2 separate regions of the Mus musculus genome follow, and region 2 is linked to region 1. Evidence: chromatin contacts called from public promoter capture Hi-C data. All regions are on one chromosome and are shown on one strand. The core of a region is the stretch at or near the end of the contact, and the rest is flanking DNA. Distances in the headings are between cores, read along the strand shown. Region 1 overlaps Nav2 (neuron navigator 2). Region 2 holds the start of Htatip2 (HIV-1 Tat interactive protein 2).

Region 1 (7,206 bases), core at 3,922-6,421:
GCTGTGTCATGCTGTGTCATGCTGTGTCATGCCTTGGGACTTCTGAACCTGTGGACATGTTAGCACAGAAAAGCCATTATTGGCTATTAACACCTTAAACTGTCTTTTATGGGGTGTGAGTCAGCTTAGTCATGCTCGGTAGAAAAACAGGGAATAGCTCTAGAACCTGGCATTACCTGGGAAGGGTGGGTGTGAATTCTGGTGGGGCCCCAGCCCCAGCCCCAGCCTCAGAGGCAGAGGTGGGTACCTCTAGTGAGAGGAGAAGGAGCTCAGGGCTGTGCTGGATTCGAGCAGGTAGGATTTAGAAGCACCCTGGACAAAGGGCTGCACTGGCAGAGCCTCAGAGGCAGGCAAGCACCATCTAGAGCTTGCCTGGGAAAGAAGAAGTCCGGGATAGACATGTGTGAGAGGAACACACAAAGGGAGGTCAAGGAAGGTTTAGTGGAAATGCCATGGGCAAGCTCCCAAGTGCCAGACAGAACTGTTTGTTCAACAGCTTGCTGGTCAGGAGCTTCTCCTAGATGCTAAGTGAAGCTGAGCGTACCGCTGGACTGGCAGATGAACTCAGCAGCGGGTGGAGAGATTCCCCCGTCCCGCCTTCCTCGGTCATCGGTATGCTCCTACCCTGGTGGCTTGTAGGGACATAAGACTTTTCCACCTGTGATCAGAAAAGCTGTGCCCACTTAAAACCCCTGCCATGTCTTCACACAGGGCCAGTTCTGTCTTCCAGACAAGTTGCCAGGAGGTAGCTGAAAAAAATAAAAATGATGTTCCTTGAAAGAGAAGCAGCTTGGATACCCAGGTCTGGAAAAGCACGTGCTTCAAAGTGAGAGCAGATAATGAAAAAGCTCCTCTAGCTGGAAATGGGAGGGGCTGCTAAGAGTCCTCAAGTATGGGTCTGCGTCAGACGCTATGGTTACAGAGAAAGAAAGAGAACACCCTTGCTCATCACTTGCAGGCATTGTACAAATATAAGACTCTATCTTCAGCTGAAACTTGGCTTTCACTAATACCCTGCTACAAAGCTGTGGGAGTTTATTGTGACCACAGACTCTTATATTGGAAATATTTATCTATGAGCATGCAGCAGGGTGTCAGGGTAGGAAATATGACAGCTTTGTCCTACAGTCAGAACACAGAAGATTGCATTGGACAAGAGTGGGTGCAGGCACAGGCTGGCACTGAAGTGTGTGGTGAGCATGTCCACAATCACCTTGCCCTGCCTTTGAACCTTCGGTGCTATGGACATTTGGTTACATGAATATATGACCCTAGAATTCTACATTATTTTGCTAGTTAAGACAAATGTGGTACTATTTTTAAAAATTACTTCCTTAGTGGATTATTTCATAGTTGGCTTTGACCTGTACCGAATCCAGCAAGTATTGAGCCAAGATGACAGTGACAGCCAGGCTGAGCCAGTGGTGTCCTGAAATGCTGGTTGCCTCCTGCCCCCTCTCTTCTCTTTCATGGCAGCCAGGGTAGGCTTTGACCCCTGTTTATTTACTTCCAACAGTTCATGGATCCTCCCTGTCCTTGGTTTCCAGCACATCCTCCATCTACTCCACGGTGAGTCTAAATCAGCGCTGAGTGGCCGTGCTTGTCACTCACATATTGTTATCAAGTGTGTCAAGCATAATTATAAGCATCCCGTCTGCAGAGAGTGTTCCCATTATGAAAGGATCAGCTCGTGGGAGAAAACGATTGGAAATTTACAAACAACTGTTATCACATCCCCCTTGAGAATGGGGAGAGGGCTCCGTGGGTGAAGGGCTTGCTGCACAAGCAGGAAGACCCAAGTTCTGATCCCCAGTCCCCACGTAAAAGATGAGTACACACATATGTAGCCCCACCTTACATCCACATCTTCATATGAAAGGGGCTCCTCATCCCTCAACTAGAACATATATCATTCTTCCTAATTTATTAGTCTTTGGACTTTCTGATGGGTAGATTTGATTGTCCCATTTTACAGAATTATACCAGAAAAGAAGGCAATCAAAATCCTCAATTTCAGGGCCTGGGCAGATGGCTCAGGAGTTAAGAGCACTTGCTGCTCTTCCAGGGAATCTAACTTTGGTTCCCAGTGCCCATGTCAGCTGGCTCTCAACCCCCTGTGACTCCAGCTCCAGAGGATCCCAATGCCACTGGACTCGAAGAGCACCCGCACTGATGTCCACCAGCACATACAGACACGCACACCTACCCATGGTTTAAAATGATAAAAGTAAATCTCAGGGGCTGGAGAGATGGCTCAGCAGTTAAGAACATTAGCTGCTCTTCCAGAGGACCTGGGTTCAATTCCCACATGGTTACTCACAACCACCTGTAGGTAGTTATCATTTGGGGAAAGTCAGTGTCCTCTTCGGGCCTCCATGGTCACACATACGTCCATGCAGGCAAATGCCCACATGTATAAAATAAAAATAAATCTTAAAAAAAAAATCTAGATTTTTCCCGAGTTTGCTGGGCTGCACTGTTCTTTCTCCTCTGTTGTTCTAATGTCCTTTATTTTATGTTTTATTTACAGCCAGAAGAAAAATGCCAGTCAGAGGTAAGGAACAGTTTATGGTCAGACTCGTTTTCATTATTAGTGTTGGTCCCATGATGCTCAGTCCGGAAATGGACTAACCCCGTGCTTGTTCCTGTAGATTCGAAAGCTGAGGCGAGAGCTGGATGCCTCCCAGGAAAAGGTGTCTGCGCTGACTACCCAGCTGACTGCAAATGTGAGTGCAGATTCCAGAGAATACACGCATGCGTACACACACACACACACACACACACACACTCACACGCTCACAGGAGCCAGGGACAGGACAGCATGGGTACAAGAGATAGGGCTGAGTGGGAGTCACAGGTAAAACAGGGTGCTGCGAGCCAGGGATGGGATAGGAGCCGAAGAGAGCACTAAGTGGAAGCCCCTGACAGTGCTGGACAGGGAGGGAACCAAGGATGTGGCAGGGTAGGAGTTAAGGACGGGATAAAACAGTTCGAAGCAAGAACACGACAGAGTAGAAGCTGAAGATAGATCGGGAAATAGCCATCTGCTTTCTGAGCCTTGCTGTGAGGCACTTGGTCTCTGGACATTCAAGAAGCAACTCTGGGCTCACAAGGACATATGTCTTAGCCCTGCAGGCACTGGTATTAGGTCAGGTGCTAGCAATATGCTTGGCACGAGCTGAGTAACTTTGGGGTCTGCCTTTGCTTATCTGCACGGTGGGATGATCATCGTCTCCTTGTGTCATGTTGTGAGTTGACCAAGGCTCGCAATCCTTTAAGAATTAATTTGCCTCCCTTCCTCTTTCTGAAGACTGCAGTCTAAAGGGAGTTGAGAACACAAGGGAATTCAGGGGAAGAAAGACCTCTATAGCTTCGCAATAAACACCAGCAGCGCTCTGTAATTACATCATGCACAGTGCTCAGCACTGCCAGCCTTGGTCTGTCTGGCCACGTTTTTCTAGTGCCAGCAACACCGGGCTGTGAGTCCCAACAGCAAGGCAGGCAGAATCACTGCCACCTCTGGAGCGGAGGGGAGGCAAAATGAGCAGTTTCCCTGGTACGTGATCACTGTTGCCGTACAGGGAGGAAAACACAGGAGCACCGAGCCGCATCTTGGTAGCAGGTAGGACCGGAGTCAGGAAGTAACACCAGATGGATATCCTGTAGGAGAAGAGTGCCCATCCAAACCAAATCGAGCAATCAGTGCAAGGGCCAAGGTGAAGTGTGAGTGACTTATACAGTTAGCACCTGTGGCCAGGAGTGAGCACAGAGCCATGGGAAGAGCCATAGAGAGGAAAGGCTAGGGACTCTGAGTGTCTGAGCTCTCAGAGGGGCTTTGGGACCTTTAGAAGAACCCTGCCACTCTGGAGATTGAAGTTGCTATTTTGGTCCAAATGGAGGAGGGAGAAGGAGAGAATGAGAGAGGGAGAGGGAGGGAGGGGCAGGCAAGAGTCTTTCAACCCTATCTGGGAGACCCACAGAGGGGCCCCACGGAGGGGCTGTGAGCCATAGAATATGAGACTCAGAAGGCAAAACCTCAGGTTTCGGCAGGTACTGAGTGGCTCCAAGGCCAGACTTCCTGCCCAGGAATTCACAGTGTAGCCACAGAGCAGCACAGAGCAGGGTACCAGAGCCTGAGGTGGTGTTGGTGGACTTGGGGAGCTCGCTATGAGACCCCGCTACATACTAACAATGGAAGCCACTTCAAAGGCTGTACTCCTTTGACCAGGAGAGTGAGTCAAAGCCCTAGAGTAGTCATTTACCTGGAGTTTTTGCCCTGCGAATTCCTGCTTGAGCCTGACTGACTCCAGGAAGTGTGGCTCTTTTAGATCTGCACCCGAAGGGAAGCGTGAAGCGCCCTTAATTACAAGCCCGGGAAGTGTAAACGCCTTCATCTGTCTCCCAAGCTCTTATATGTCGCTGGAAACCTCTGACTGTTTTTCCAAAACCACAAGACCCAGGCCACTATGTGCTTTGCAGTTCTTTTCTTCACCCAGCCCACTATCAGTGTGGCTATCAAAAGGTCACTGGAGGACTGGAGGGGTGGCGCAGCAGTTAACAGCATTGGCTGTTCTTCCAGAGGACCCAAGTTAGGGTCCCTGCATCCCTATCCAATGGCTCGTGGCTACCTATAACTCCAGCTCCAGGAGATCTGATGCCCTCTTCTGACCTCTTTAGGCACTCACAGTTAAATGTGGCACACACATACACACTTAACACAGTCAAGAAATCATGAGAAACAATCTCAGACCTGAATTCTCAGGCTTATATCCTAAATAGGCCCTCTAATTGGAAAACTGAATGTATATACTTGAGTCCAGCACTGAATGCAGCCTCAGGGAGGTGGATGGTCACCCCCCCCCCCCCCAGGAAATGCCTCATGATTTGTGACAGTCATTAGTTGTTGCCCTTGACTCAACAGCAAGTACAAGTCGTTTCTCAGTGACCTTGGGTTGATCCCTCCATCACCCTGACCTGCCACCAGGAGCCCTGTGTGGGTCGGCCTGTGGTGTTCTACTCTTCGCGCTAGAAGGGTTGAAGCGTGGCCCCTTCCGTTATCCCAAAAGTGTGTTGTGCCTCACAAACGCTGCTGAGTCCAGCTTTGTTTTAAAGTAAATACTTACTCTTACCACACACCACCCTCCACCTCAGCCGCTCGAGTTTTATTATCTGCCATCTTTCTTGGAGACCAAGCTGTGTTTGTTTTCCTAGGACAGGCTACTCAGAGCTGCCCTAGCTAGTGTTTTTCTAGCTCTCCATTTGTTTTCCCTGGGAATGTGAGAACGGCACTTGGCGGGAAGGCCGTTGTATGTGCTGTGCAGCCCTGCTAGGTCCAGCCACCCCCATCTCCTCCAATCCCTGTGTTTTTATAGCTGTACTGAGGACACGAAAGCACCCCTTTGGCTTGACAGCAGACCTGGATCTCTGAACTTTCAGAGCCTAAGTGGTTGCTCTTTGAGCCTGTAAACACACTTTCACAGTGTGAGTAAGTCACCCTGCTTGAGGGTTCACAAAACTGAAGAGCGATCACACTGGGGTCCTGGGTGACAGTCAGATGAGGACTGAAGATGAATGCCAGTCATCAAGCCTCACACCTTCCTCTTCTGGGTGAGGACAGCACACTATGTCCTGACCCGTCTCCTCCACTCACTGGGCCATATTGAGTTGATTGGCTTTAGTAGGTATGGTGACCATGTCTATAGTCCCAACCCAAGGGAAGCTGCGGCAGAAGGATGACCACGAGTTCCTGAGCAGTATAGACCATGTAGTGACTGCCATGCCAGCCTAAGGAAGAATGTGAGACCCTGACGATAGATAGATAGATAGATAGATAGATAGATAGATAGATAGATAGATAGATGGATAGATAAAAATATTTTTTCCCTAGGTGAAGATATACTAATGTACAGAGGTATTTTTTCCATTTCAGATAAATAGAGAATGTAATAAAAAAGAAGCCATCCATATAATTTCGATGTGATGGTGGCTTTGCTCCATGACAATAAGTGGTCCTAGCTTCAGCTTCTCTTAACCCTAACCAGCTTATCTTGATGAAGTCTGAGTCACTGCAGTTCCCTCTCGGTTGAGATCCAGGCTGACTCCACAGCCCTGCCCACCTGTTGTCCCACACTTCTCCTTCCCTGGGGACACTGATCACCTTTTCCTCTGGGTTTGTACAGTGTGGTTAAGACTCACTTCTTTTCAGACTCATCCCCAGTCTCCCAGCTGGTCCTCCCCAGCTCTGCAAGAGCAGTGAGCCCAAGTCACTGTGGGAACGGCAAGTGCTCTTAACGGCTCAGCCATCTTTCCAGTCCCTTAAATTTGGCTTTACTTGCATTTTCCAGATTTCCCATTCAACCAGCAGTGGACTATATCAACAGAGACACATCATGTGTTCATTATTCTCCAAGTACAAACAAGCTTAGTGTTGGCACGCTTACCTACCTCTTGACCTTGACCCTAGAATCTCCAAGAAACACATTTCTCAATTCTAAGATATACATTGGTTTTTGTTTTTATTTGTTTGTTTGTCTATTGTCTTTATATGCTCCTGGCTGGCCTTGAACTCAACAGAGATTTGCCTTCCAAGTGCTAGGATTAAAAGCAAGTACTACCACACTTAGCTATTGTTTTGTTTTTAAAAGAGGTTTGTGTTTTATTTACATGCATGCGTGTGTGTGTGTGTGTGTGTGTGTGTGTGTGTGTGCGTGTGTGCGCATGCGCGCTCCAGTATATTCAGGCACCCACTGAGGCTAGAAAAGAGCATTGGAAACACTGGAGCTGGAGTTACAGGTGGTTGTGAGCCACTCAACATAGGTTCTGAGAATAGCCCTGTGCTCCTATAAAGGATCTGAGTTCAGTTCCCAGAACCAACAATGGCTTACAAGCACGTCAGCTCCAGGAGGACCTGACATCCCCTTCTGGCTTCCTCAGAGACCTGCATGCGTATAGTACACGCACATACATGCTGACAGAACACCCATACACATAAAATAAAAGTAAAAATCTTTAAAAAGAAAACCCGAACCAAGAATAAGAAATAGATGTCGGACAGAAAGGAGGCTCAGGGTGGTAAAGGCAGGCAGGCGGGCACTCTTTGTCTGTGGACTCCCATTTGATTTAAAAACCCCCAGGGTGGAAGGAGCGCTCTTAACAGCTGGGCTATCCACCCAACCCAGCACACATAATTTTTATATCGTTACATTG
Region 2 (6,588 bases), core at 2,984-5,483, 190 kb after region 1:
AAGGCATTTTGGACCACCTGGGTATCCGAATGAGCGAGCATTTCGGCCTTCTCTGGCGCCCTCTGGTGCTTGATATCTGCAATTACTTCAGAGCAGCTGAGGCTGGACTGTCTGAATGTGTTTCCTGGGTACAGACAGGTGCATGGGAGCTTACACACAGAGCATGCCCTGGAGAACTGGCGTTTCCTGTCTGAACGCCAGCTATTCAGTGTCATGTCAGAGCTGTGATGGCTCCTGTAGCCATTTTTCCCTGGTCTTTTCCTCATTTGTCTAAATTTCCTTCTGCTCCTTTCTTCCTGTACAACCTGTAAAACGAATTTTGTCTACTGTGTTTCTAAAAAGATCTCTCTCTGTCCCCTCTCTCTCTCCTTCTGTTTTCTTGATCCTCTTCAAAAGCTACAAGTGTTAAATCAGTAATATATAAAGTTCTAAACAGGACTGTGTATTGTTGCATGTTTTTTACTTTTTTTTTTTTAAGTGGAAGACTTGAATCCCAGTTTTCTTCCAGTTACCATGCGCTTCCTTAAGTAGAAGGCTGTTCCTTTCTGGCTACTATGAGGAAATAGATCCCAATGCATTCCCCTCTCATAGTGAAATCCTTCTTTAACTGAGTAGCAAACTCTTTTCAGCATCTTTAAAAGCAGCTGGTCCTGGGCTGGAGAGATGGCTCAGTGGTAAAGAATACAGGATAACCTCGAAGCAGAGCATACCAGACAGCTCACAACCGCCTGTAACTCCAGCTCTGTGAAATCTAATGCCCTCTTTTGTCTTCTTTCAGGCATCCAAGGACACATAGCCTACACAGAGAGACACACAAACATGTTGGAAACAGAAGACGCATAACAACAAACGCTTACTGATCTTGAGCTAGTCAGTCAAGGGCAAGCCCAGGCAGCTTTGTTTTTTAATGTTCATCTGTCATTATTTTCCTAAAGAGATGCCCTGGAGTAGCCAGAACAGAACCCCCACCCCCACCCCCACCCCACTCCCGCTGTGTGCTTCAGCATCCAAGTGTGACGAGATCATTGCTACTGGCCGTTCTCTGATTCTGATGAACACCAGAGTGGATGCTGTATGGACCGCTCTCATGATGATCCAGTTGATCCAGCTCTGCGGCTTAGGTCATTGTCCTCATTCATCCACGGATGGGAAAACCAACGTTAGAGAGGCTATGGATCATCGCCTGGGTGAGGTCTTAGTCACATGGTCAGCTTGAAAGTGATCCTGGGAAAGGCAGACTCAAAATGGGCCTCTGCATGTGCCACAATATAGAGCTCTGACTGAAAGGATAATGGGGAGTTGCTTGGCCTCTAAAGATGAATGATGATACCAAGTGGGTGACGTCTGAAATGGTGCACCCGCCCTGGGAGAGCGATGTGAACACATCCACAGCGAGACTGCTGTGAAATGTTCAAATCCTTGTTTATAACAGGAAAAATAACTGGAAGCAAACCTAACCTGTTTACAAGCAGGATGTGGGCTAACCTAGCCTCCTGGATCAGTGGGAAACAACCATGGTATTCATTTCTCCTTTCTATTTACTCCCAAGGGACATAAAAGACAGGCAGGTATGATTTTGCTAAAGTCCAACATGGCGAGACTAGTGAGTTTATTGGGGCAGGGGTTTAGGGCTAATTGCAGGAGTGTGGGTGATGCCCCTATCACGGGAGGTGACGTCATGAAGTTAAGTCATGGAGTCCCTCTTGAGACCAACCTTTTACTCTACATGTGCTCTAGAATCTTAAGGTCTTTTGTAGCTGTGTTCAGGGAAGGGAAGAGAGGTCCTATGGCTTTTAAGACATCTGTTGGGGAGCATTCATATCGTCATTAATCTTATCTTTACCCTCGACCTGGCTACCACTGTGTTGCTGTGTCCTGGTTGCCATGGCTACCAGGGAACAGTCCAGGATGGCAGGAGGAGAGAGCACCACCATAGAGCAGCTACTCAGAAAGAAACATTCAGGGCTGTCTGACCCACATGTCACAGGACGCAGCTCCAGGGCCACGAAAATGAACTCAAATTGGACAAACATGGGTCTAAGGCACACTTTTAAATATATGCGTGAGGAACCCTCTTGACAGCCCTACATGGTTTTTGTTGGAGACCAGTTTTCTTTATGGAAGTCTGGTTGTCTTGGAGCTTGCTCTGAAGACCAGCCTGGCCTTAAACTTACAGAGATCTCCTGCCTCTGTCTTCTGTGTGCTGGGACTAAAAGCCTGTGCCACCATACTGGAATATATATATTTTTTAAAGATTTATTTATTTATTTATTTATTTATTTATTTATTTATTTAATGTATTGCTGTTTTCATGCATACCAGGAGAGGTCATCATATCCCATTACAGATGGTTGTGAGCCACCATGTGGTTGCTCAGAATTGAACTCAGAAACCCTGGAAGAGCTAAGTAGAAGAACAAAGGCATGTTCTGGGGTAACATGAATTGGGCTGTGTACCTAGCCATGGTATACACTATGGTTCTAGAATCATGACCTGAACTCTTAGAACCTGAATATTTGATTTTAAGTATACTATATCGCAATTTTGAAAAACAAAGCATAGGCTTGCTACAGTCAGTAATCTCTTTAAGAGATTCAATACGCGGGTCCCCCATGTGAGCTGACAAGATCTGAGGGTGTCTTTTCATATGGCAGTCTCTGAGAAGGTGCACGGCAGCACCTATACATCCTGACAGCCTGGCATTGTGGCAGCCCAGTGGGGAAGGACAACAGTGTTCTCCATTGCCTCCATTTTAAACTGCAAACAGCAGAGTCCATCTGACTGCAGCAAGTCGGAAAAGGACTCTAGAGGCAGAATAAACAGGAAGCGCTCAACACAGCCCCTGCAAACAGGCAGCGGTTAAGGCAGGCAAGCCAGGGCAGGGGCTCACAGGATGCTACCCATCATCCTAATCTCCCTGTCCTTGCCCAGCAGGGCTCCACCCCTAGTCTTCATTGCATCTTTGTATTGCTCCCCAGAGTGGAAAAACCTGTGTGGAAGTATTTGAATGCCACGCCTAGGCCAGATTTTCATATAATGACATTCAACCAGCAAGGCGGGGGCGAAAGTACCTTTCATTTGGCTTCTAGATGGAGCGATGGAGCATCACACTCACAGCCCATCCTTCTTAGCTCAGGATCACATCCTGGACTTGACTCTGGGAGAGGGAGTCTGGGAGAGGCTGAGTTAGATCAAGGCAAACCCACATCATGGAAGGAGAGAACTGAATCCTGCAAGGGGCCCTCTGACCTTCATACACCGGTCATAACACCTCTACACACACACACACACACACACACACACACACACACACACACACAAAATAAATGCAGTTTAGAAAGTATCTCAGAGTCATAGTATTCTAATCTCTATGCATCCAAAATCCAGGGCATGCCCAGTGTGGATAGCTGTGTTCTAACCATTGATCCTGTTGTGAATTGGATCAGGTTTGGAAACTCTTCCTACCGCAACCATCCAGAAGGGGGCCAGCACCTGGGCAGGGAGATCAACCTGAAAACTGGTCAAAGGAGCCCCCCTAGCTTCTGGCTTGAGGGAATAGGATATGTGTCTTTAAAGAGGCAAGAAAGAGTTTTGTTTTTCATAGAGCTTAAGTGGAGCTAGGCTTTTTTTTCTTCTTCTTCTTTTTATGTCTTGCTTTACTAACAATTTCATGTTTATATATTTTGATCTTACTCACCTGGTACTAGCCTCTCCTACCTCTGTTTTGAGAGCTTCCTCCCAATAAGTCCTCCTTCGCTCTTGAGACAGAAGTTCATATATTTCAGGGTGTCCTAGAACTCAGAACATTCTGTTTCCAAGGAGAATCATCCTTGCTGGTATTGCCTGCTTGTGCCACCACATCCAACTTTATCCAGGGCTCTGCGTATGCCAGGCAAGCGCTTGATTAACTGAGCTACATGCTACGTCCCCAGCCTAAGAAGAGACTAGTTTTTAACGAGGAGAATGAGATGATTTGGGGACCAAGAGTCAAGTCCGGGATGCCTTTTATCTAAAATCTGAAGGCTCTGGCCCCAGGTGGTTAGGAAGAACGCGGTTGCAACTAGGGTTATGGGGGACGGAGGGAGGAGATCTGTGCTGGGGTGAAGCACAGCCCCACGCCCCCCCCACGCCCCGCCCCGCTGCAGCTCAGCCCCGGGGAGTGTGGTTCGAGCCCTGGGTGCAGCTCCCGCGCAGGGGCGGGTCCCGCGCTCAGCTCCAGCCCTCGGTGGGGCGGGGCCGCGAGCGCGCTGTCACCCGGAAGACGTCGCGGCCGGTAGGCTCCGGCTGGACCTCTTGGGGCTCCTTGCCGGGAGGGGAGACAGCGGGGCTGCAGGCGGCGAGATGCTCGGTCCCACGGTGCTGGGCACGGTCGTAGCCGCGCTGGTGGCTTCAATGCTACTGTTGCAGAGTGGGGACGAGGGGTCCGGGGCTGCTCCCAGGTAACCCCGGGTAGGGAATGGAGCCGGGCCCTGCAGCCCTGCCCAAGCAGGCTGGGTTACCGTGGGCTGCGAGGCTTGGTGGCATAGAGACAACCTGGGCTCATCCAGCCGGGCACCTGTGAGGTGCTCGGATTGGCCACTGTCTGAGCTGTGACTCAGCACTTCCCTAGGGTTGGGACTGTGTAGAGTGAGTCTCTTCTGCCCAACAGTTAACAACCCTTGTCCCCCAGGGTAAAGAGTGTCACCTAGCACTCTGAGACAGGACCCACGGGTGTTGTTTCCCCAGCATGGCGGACAAGGAAGCACTGCCGAAGCTTCGGGAAGACTTCAAGATGCAGAATAAATCCGTCTTTATTTTGGGCGCCAGCGGGGAAACTGGCAAAGTACTTTTAAAGGAAATCCTGGGACAGAACCTGTTTTCCAAAGTAACGCTCATTGGTCGGAGGAAGCTCACCTTCGAGGAGGAAGCTTATAAAAATGTGGTGGGTATTTGAGCTGGGGCTAAAAGGGAATGTAGCTGCAACCATTTTGCTGAGGGGAAGGTGTCCATTATCCAAAGGCCAGGTGGTGGTGGAGACATAGAAATCATCAAAATTGGGCACGATGGATTTAGAAGAGCCCTTCCATTAATCCCTGGGTTGTGACTGGCTTGTAGGCCTGCCTTTTACACTCTAGCGTCCTGCAATGCAGTCCTGTGTTCAGAACTTAGATTGGAATGGGGTATGGTAGTCAGAGAAAGGCGCTGTTTATAGTTCCTAGAGCGCACTGCTTGCACATTTTGCTTACCAGTGTGTTTCACAATATCAGAATGGAAAAGTGTGACAAGGACTTTTCTCCCAAGCAGGAATCCACCCCACAGCCCCTGACTCCCCAGACTTGTGTGTTTGTAAACACATACTGGCTTCCTGAAGTTACAGCAAATGGTAATGCCAGACTTCCATCTGGAAATGATGCCCAAGTATCTTAAATTGGAGAGTCGTGGACATTCTGTTCTCCAGTAAACAAGAGTTACCTATCAACTGCAGCAAATTAAACAGCGTAGTGTGCTGCTGGGACCTCAAAGCAGTCTCCCATGGGCCCCACTTTTGCCTAGTGTGCACACTTGCAAATGCAGGTCCTTGATTTCCGTGATTTCCTGGTCGTTTTGTTTTACCAATGCCTGGTGCATCAGAACTTGCTGATTAAAATAGACATCTCTGCTTGGGCTCAGGTGGGTGCTGGGTGAACCCCACAGTCTGGTTTCCTGAACCCTCCCTGTGCAGATTCCTGGACAGTGGAGCCTAAGATTGCAATTTTCTTTGAGAGCAGAGACTTGGTGGCACTCCTCTTAACCAGGCCGTGTTTAATTTAATTTTTCTTTAGTATATAGTATGTATCATGCCAGGAAAATCCTTCAGAGGGAACTAAAGGTAGTGACAACCCAAGATAGCATCTGAACTCCTGTGTGACGGTAATGGAACACTGCACGTTTGATGGCATTCTTCTGCTCTTAGATAGAGTGGCTTAGGTTTAAGACAGTGTTTCTCTAAGGAGGATAGGCTAGCCTCAAAATTGCTTCTGTTTCTGCCAGTGGCGCCTCTCTTAGCTTGCCAATCTCAGTGGAGGCTAGAAATACCATAGAGGAGAACACAGGAGGCTGGGGATGCAGCTCAGTTGATGGAGTGCTCACTTGGCACAGTGAAGGTCCCTGGTTCAGTCTCTTGCACACTATGATTGGATGTGGTGGAGCATACCTGTAATTTTAGCACTTGGGAGGTAGAGGCAGGAGGATGAAGCTCAAGGTCAGCCTCAGTTATGTGGGTGTTGGAGGCCAGACTGGCCATGGGAGAGAGAGAGAGAGAGAAGGAGGGAGGAAGGGGGAGGGAGGGCGAGATAGAGGAATACTGAGGAGGGAGCTGTACAGCTGCAGAGGCTGACTCACAGGTAGTGGCAAGAGTCCTGAGAAAATGCCTTTGTCTCAGGTTCCTTCTGGCTCATTCTAATGAAGGTAGTTCATGAGTTGAATTGAAGATTAGCACCTAGACTTTACAGCTGAACAAAACTCAGACAGACATAGGGTCAGCAATTACCACAGGTTGGGCTAGATTTCCACCACCTACAGAGTGGCTCACAACCATCTGTTAATTTCAGTTCCAGGGAATCTAATGCC

Evidence for each region. Promoter capture Hi-C pulls out the DNA fragments that hold promoters and counts their contacts.
Region 2: a contact with region 1 is called in a promoter capture Hi-C map of the C10 cell line. The contact joins the promoter of Htatip2 here to the enhancer-like site in region 1. A contact is called at or near these places in 3 of 39 promoter capture datasets (the C10 cell line, liver and neutrophils), 1 of 115 datasets of contacts at active chromatin or transcription factors (embryonic stem cells) and 3 of 9 other capture datasets (adipose tissue, liver and pancreatic islet).

Annotation. Positions count from the first base shown.
Region 1 is chr7:49,562,555-49,569,760 of GRCm38.p6, forward strand. Nav2 (neuron navigator 2) reads left to right here. Exons shown (of 39, transcript NM_175272.3): 20 at 1,517-1,569; 21 at 2,531-2,554; 22 at 2,652-2,726. It overlaps Gm32694 (a long non-coding RNA gene), which reads left to right. Exons shown (of 2, transcript XR_003946637.1): 2 at 1-1,137. Among named protein-coding and RNA genes, the nearest start is that of Gm32694, 6.6 kb to the left of the region's middle. Within about 2 kb of position 5,172, at least 16 of the 459 cell types and tissues checked have an H3K27ac peak or open chromatin away from gene starts, as enhancers often do.
Region 2 is chr7:49,754,873-49,761,460 of GRCm38.p6, forward strand. Htatip2 (HIV-1 Tat interactive protein 2) reads left to right here and starts at 4,234. Exons shown (of 6, transcript NM_016865.3): 1 at 4,234-4,439; 2 at 4,726-4,921. The coding sequence starts at 4,342. Gm32962 (a long non-coding RNA gene) reads left to right here. Exons shown (of 2, transcript XR_391460.2): 2 at 779-1,289.